Linked DNA regions of Sus scrofa: region 2 is linked to region 1. Evidence: chromatin contacts called from public HiChIP or PLAC-seq data. All regions are on one chromosome and are shown on one strand. The core of a region is the stretch at or near the end of the contact, and the rest is flanking DNA. Distances in the headings are between cores, read along the strand shown.

What was found. HiChIP or PLAC-seq counts read pairs in DNA pulled down with a chosen protein or histone mark.
Region 2: a contact with region 1 is called in an H3K27ac HiChIP or PLAC-seq map of skeletal muscle. The contact joins two enhancer-like sites.

What each region holds. Positions count from the first base shown.
Region 1 is chr1:271,238,997-271,242,180 of Sscrofa11.1, forward strand. LOC110256424 (a long non-coding RNA gene) reads left to right here. Exons shown (of 3, transcript XR_002337903.1): 2 at 1-2,722. Among named protein-coding and RNA genes, the nearest start is that of FAM78A, 17 kb to the right of the region's middle. Within about 2 kb of position 1,910, at least 35 of the 83 cell types and tissues checked have an H3K27ac peak or open chromatin away from gene starts, as enhancers often do. A contact at or near this core is called in skeletal muscle, where this site is marked.
Region 2 is chr1:271,615,795-271,619,031 of Sscrofa11.1, forward strand. All of the region lies in intron 1 of RAPGEF1 (rap guanine nucleotide exchange factor 1), which reads right to left. Among named protein-coding and RNA genes, the nearest start is that of RAPGEF1, 7.2 kb to the right of the region's middle. Within about 2 kb of position 1,682, at least 42 of the 83 cell types and tissues checked have an H3K27ac peak or open chromatin away from gene starts, as enhancers often do. A contact at or near this core is called in skeletal muscle, where this site is marked.

The sequences.
Region 1 (3,184 bases), core at 660-3,159:
GGTCTGGGTGTTGCAGCGACTTTTAGCCGCATGGAAAGAGAAGTCTCTGGTCTCTAGCATAAACCCAACCCAGAGGGGTCGGCCTCAGGCAGCCCCCCATGCACGTTTAACACTGAGCCCAGCCCCTCCCCCTTGGCTGGGTCCGCGCAGGAGAGGACTCGCTCGCTCGGGTGTGTGTCCCTGCTTGCAGACTAGGAAACGCAGGCAGGCGCGAGGTCAGGCGACCGCCACCCTCGCTCAGCAAGACAAGTGGCAGCCAAGAATAGCGCAGGGCTCCTGACTGCGCCTCCTTTGCCGTAAACAGCCAGCCTCGCCCCAACCCCCACCCCCATCTGAGACCATGGACGGACCCCACACACAGGATTTTTAAAGGGACCATCAAGCACGACCCCCGGGCAGTAACACTGAGACCTGTGTTGGGGCCAAGCCGAGGGAGGAACCAGCCCCGTCTCTGCATTCCCGTTTGCAGAGACAAGTCGGGAGGGCCCGCTGGGTCGGGCCGGGCTGGCTCCTGCCAGGACCGATGTCAGCTGTGCGGGTGGGCCTCTCTGGACACAGGCGCAGAGCCCGAGCTGGTCATCAGATGTGTTGTTTTGCATTTAATGATTTCCGTCTTCTAGGGCCAGCGGGACCACTGACGACTCGTGTCAAGCCTCATGCTCGGGGCCTTCTGTGCCCGTTAACGAAGGAACGGTTACGGACGGTGTGGTAGAAGTGGGATGTGGGAAAGCCAGGGACGAGGTAGCCAAAAAGGCAGTGACAGAGCCGGGTCAAAGGGCAGCTATTCGGAACCAGCCCAGGTCTGCAGCTTCCCTGCCAAGCGACCTTCAGCAAGGCCCTGGCTCTTTCCGAGGGTCAGTTTCCTCATCTGTGAAAAGGGGGAGCCGGCTGATGTATAGGGAGAGGCAAGGGCCATGGCAGCACCAAAACGCTCCCTGTTCGGATGCGTGTCATCAGAGGATTTCGCGGCGCTGATGAGCTGACAGGTCGCTAGGGGACGGTGTGTGCGCAGTGGCCTGCGGCTGCCTACAACATTCGCCCTAATTGAGGGCCTGGCCCCCAGCCAGGTGGGAAACAGTTTCCATGGGGCCGCTCAGGCCGGATGGATGAGGACCAAGAGGCAACTCTCAAGCCGGAGGTGAGAGAGGGCACCTGGGCCGTGGGAAGTGGCCAGCGGCCTGAGAGCCCTCGCCTTTCTGCAGTTGCCCGTAGGCTGCCTCCCTCTTGGACCCAAGTGGGTTTTCTCTAGGCCTCAGGGTTTGTCCAGCGCAGAGGTTGGGCTACACCCACAAGTGGCTTAAGAGGTAGAAGGCAGGCTGGGGGCGGGGGTGGGCCCAGGGCACCTGCTTCTCCAAGACATCTTGGGGCAGGTGGGCTTGGCCCAGCCCGGACAGCCGGCTCCCCAGGCCTGGGCTCCTGGGGAGGACCCTGCAGCAGCTGCTAGAGCCTGGGCTCTGTGTCTCGTCCCAGTCTGGGGCTTCTAAATTTAACCTGCCGTCAGCTAGAGGGGCTGGAGGGCTTCCACAGGGTGATCAGATGCCACTCGGAATCCACTTTACTCATGACCCCCTGCCCTCTGCACACATTCCCCTCCAAGCACTACCCCCAAATGCAGGCAGCCGTCCTCGCATCCTTGCATGTCTCCAGGGTAAAGATTGAAGACCCGAGCCGCCCTGGATCCTGATCAGATCCAGCTCACTTTCTTCCTGCCATTGGCCAGGGTTGCACCCTGTTCTCTGTTCACACGCAGACGCACACACACAGACACACACCCACCATGGTCCCAGGGGCAGAGCCCAGGAGCTGACTCCACAATTGAAAGCCAAACCACGACAGAGCTGCACCACCCATAAGCCATCTGGGTGGAGGGCGGCCAGCCGAGCCCATTACACAATTTCCTGCTTTGGTGTCGCAGCCCCAGGAGACAGGATGCAGAATGCCGTTGGGTTGCTGCAATGTGGGAAGCCCAGAGAAGAGACCAAACCTCCCATGCCCAGAGTGGATAAGGCCACCGCCTGCCCAGCAGATGAGCCTACGACCTGCAGCTGCCTGGACAGCCCTTGAAAGGAATGAGCAGGCCCCCCATGGGCCACAGAGAGCTGAGAGCACAAAAACCTTCCTGTAGGCAGAGGAAGGCGTTTCCTGTGGGGGGAACCCAGGATAGAGTGAGCCACAGGCAGGGGGCCGCCTCATCATTAGGCACCATTAATTACTGCGCCGGGAGTTCCCATCATGGCTCAGTGGAAATGAGTCCGACTAGCATTCATGAGACCCCTGGCCTTGCTCAGTGGGTTAAGGATCCAGCACTGCCATGAGCTGTGGCGTAGGTCTCAGATGTGGCTCCGATCTTGCATGGTGGTGGCGGAGGCGGAGGCTGGCAGCTACAGCTCTGATTCGACCCCTAGCCTGGGAACTTCCACACATGAGTGCGGAGCTAAAAAGACAAAAACAATGCAAAAACACTACTGCACTGAATGTGTGACCTTGCGACTGAGAGCACGTGGAGGGAAGGTTTGGGTCCCGGGGCGGCAGTTCCGATCCTGTCTCTGCCTCTCCCCAGACGCATGGCTTTGGGCGGCTTCTCCCCTCTGTGAAGCGGGGATGAGGAAAACCCCTAAACCTCAGGATTCAGCAAGTTAACACCCAGAAGAGTAGAATAGCCGTGTTGTCGCTGCATCAGCCAGGAGGCGGCTGCTCGGAGAAACCCCATCTTCCATACAAGGTAAGTGGCTCGGTGTCTTGCCCAGACTCACAAAAGCGGCCTTGGATCCGTGGTCCACCTTCAGAGGCCCACACCCACTCCAAGACCTCTGGCTGCCCGACCTCCCATCCTTCCATAAGGAAGTTCTGATCCAAGGAGGATGCTTACTCTCAGCGCTCTGACCCCACACAACCCCTTCCAGCAGCCGCAGGCGAGGGCAGGGCCAGGCTCTAGGCTGACGCGGTCCTAGCATCCACATCCATGTCTCCCTGTGAAGACAGGTTTGCAAGTCTCTGGGGAAAGACTCAGTCTACACACCAACCCTCCTTGCCACACCCCTTTCTGCTGTTTGCCACAAAGCCAAGCTGTCCTGGTCCCCCGCCCCTCCTCCCCGCAGGGCCCCAGCCAGGGGGCACTGTGGGTGGGACTGAGGTCCCAGGGCGGGGACCGCAGAGGAGGCATCCTTGAAGGGGCCCGCCTTCG
Region 2 (3,237 bases), core at 432-2,931, 380 kb after region 1:
GGATCTTAGGATCCTGCACACAAAGCAAAGCTGTGTCTGCATCTGGTCCTCGGCAGAAGGAGAGTGGTAACAGGACCTTTCTCCCGCTGAGAGGATTAAAGGAGACCAGGCGTGCCCCACACACAGAACAGCGTCTGGTACCACAACGTGTCAAGTCCTTAAGGAATGTGAACTACTACTATTATTTGTATTTGTCACTGAAAGGAGGAGCTGAGAGCAGCCAATTCCATGACCCAGGCACAATCACCCACTTCTTCAGTCACTTGAAGGAGAGGGGGGCCTTGTGATTATCCATAACCAGCAATAAATACAACCACTGTTTCCAAGCCAGAGGTTTGGGGTTCTTGTTGTTTGTTTGTCTTTTTGCCTTTTTAGGGCCACTCCTGTGGCATATGGAGGTTCCCAGGCTAGGGGTCCAATCGGAGCTGTAGCCGCCGGCCTACGCCACAGCCACAGCAACACCAAATCCAAGCCACGTCTGCGACCTACACCACAGCTCATGGCAATGCTGGATCCTTAACCCACTGAGCGAGGCCAAGGATCGAACCCACAACCTCATGGTTCCTAGTCGGATTCATTTCCTCTGTGCCACTATGGGAACTCCAAGGTTTGAGGTGTTTGTTTGTTTGTTTTGCTTTTTAGGGCTGCACCCTTGGCATAAGGAAATTCCCAGGCTAGGGACTGAATCTGAGCTGCAGCTGCCAGCCTACACCACAGTCACAGCAACATGGGATCCAAGTCACGTCTGCGGCCTACACCACAGCTCATGACCATGCTGGATCCTTAACCCACTCATCAAGGCCAGGACCGAACCTGCATCCTCATGGATACTAGTCAGGTTTCTTCCTGCTGAGCCACGAAGGGAACTCCCTTGGTTTTTTGCTTGCTTGTTTGGGGTCAACAAAGTGATTATTCGGGGCCATCACATTCCATGGGACTTCTGCTGTTCTCTCTTCTCATTCCAGGCCCTCGCCTTTCTTCTCCCAGACACGGCCAGCACCACCCTTCTGCTCAGACCATGGGCTGGCTCCCCATTTTAAGGGTACAGGGTGCAGCTGGGAGCCACCCTGTCCAGACCACACCAATGGCATCCATTTCCGAAAAGCCGGAAAGCAAATACCTGGACTCCACCCTCCTGTCCTCAGCCCGGGAAGCACCACACAGCATCCGGTGTCTGACAGCTCCCTTCCTTCCATGCTTTAAAAGCAGGGTAGAGCTTCCTGGTCCCCAAACTTCATTTGCAGTAAAATGACTGTGTGGAGGCAGCGAGCCAGTGAAAAGCAAGGAGAAAGACCATCTTTGAAGGACTAACGGGAACAAGGTCTAAGTGGTTACGAGACAACAACAGTATTTCCGGAAGACGCAGTCCAGACCGTAGGACAGGACAGGTCCAGGAGCCCTACCTTCCACCTTCCAAACCACAGCCTGCAAGAAAAAATCGGGGAGAAAAAGGAATTGTAACCACTTGGGACCAGATTTCTAATCCATTGAGAAGCCCCTCCACTGCATCTTCACTCACCAAGAGGAAGCCGTGGCAAGAGAGACTCTGCTAACGCCCTTGACACAGAAGCAGGGGCCCAGAGAAGGCCAGCAGCCCTGCGCTCCGGCCCCTCAGCACAATCGGGCCTTGGGCAGAGCTGACGGTGCCGGGAACTGGGCCGAGTGAAAAGAAGACCAACGACAGACAGGGCCGCCCGTGCTGGCGCGCATCTCGGAGGCAGGCCAAGCAGAGCTGGCACGTGCCGTGGTTTGGGACTGAAAGGCAGGATCACGAGTGCTCCGTCCCGGGCACCCCCAGAACCCCGCGGCCACTGCCACCCGCAGCTCCAGAGACACGGCTGCCCGGACTGGCCACACTGGCGCTCTCCTGACAGCCTTCTGAGAACCCGATCTCAGCTGCTGGGTCGCGCCGCCAAAGACCCGTCTAAAACACCCATCGCCAGGCATGGTTAACACCGAAGCCCAGCCAACTGCACACCTTTGTCAGAGTATTGGTCCTACTGATTCACCAAGAAACACCCTAACTGACAATCCAAAGCCCAGAAGCAGCTCCCTTTGAAAGCTGATTTTGAGACCTGGCATCAGAAACCTAAGTTCACTGTGACAACACGATCTCAATTCACTCATCAGTAGCTTCGAGCACCTACTATGGTCGAGGTGCAGCACGGCCGGTACCCTCCCTGGAGGACCAGACAGGCAGGCTCCCGCTCGGAGTCACAGGACTGGGCTTGCTGGTCTAACGTGTGGAAAGGAAACGCGGGCTCTGGGTTCTGAATAAGCTGCACGATAACATTCTATCCAAAGGGCTTCTCTGGGGCCTTCTCATGGAATTTACTGTCTGCTGGAGGAAGAGAAGGCAGGAAGAGTCTAAAGGAAGCCGGTTTGGGCAGAGGAGCCGAGCACATCAGGAAGTGGGTTTTCACACTGTGCTTGGTGACCCAAGGAGGAGCCTCGGGGGCCACCCCCGAGTGGGACAGACTCGCTGGGCCCCAAGCGGCCCCTCATAAACAGTTACCCACTGGCCTTCTATAATAAAAAAGGACCTACTGCTTTAAAACAAAACAGCGAAGCACTAATTTTAGAGGCCCCCCCCCATGGCACTGACGGAGAAAATGAGACCCAGGAAAGGTCAAGAATCTCCCAAGGTCGCCATGGTGAAAATGGTCAAGCGGGCTACAACAAATGACCACAAACTAAGGTGACTCATCCCGGAATAATTCACAACCTGTTTCCCCCCCCCACCCCCGGCCGAAGTCATAAAACAGGCGAGGTGGGTGACGCGTCTGGGGAACACCTGTCCCAGCAGCAGGGCGCCCCGTCGCAGGCGCGTGGGGGCGGTGGCGGGCAGCCTTGCCAGGCCGCTGCTCGTTCCAGTGCGTCATCTTGTTATGGCAACGGGAGGAGTCCAGCTGGACCGAGGGAAGGCCCAGCCCTGTGCTCAAGGCGTCCTCCAATCCACGCAGACTTGGGAGGTGATTTTTCTGCAAGCTCACACATGACTCATCTCTACAGACCTCCTAGCACGTCTGCTGGGTACAAGGAATCCCATTCAAACCACCTCTGCCCACAGCTGCCCTGGGAAACCAGGAAACGCTGGGGTTGCTCCAGTGGATTTTTCAAAACACAGGCCTGCATCTGTGCTGTTTCTTATCTCCTCACGGAGCTGCTGAGGTTACTGGCGTTATTAGCATCACCTGCAGCCTACAGATTGCCATAGGCCCACCCTAATCTGAGGCG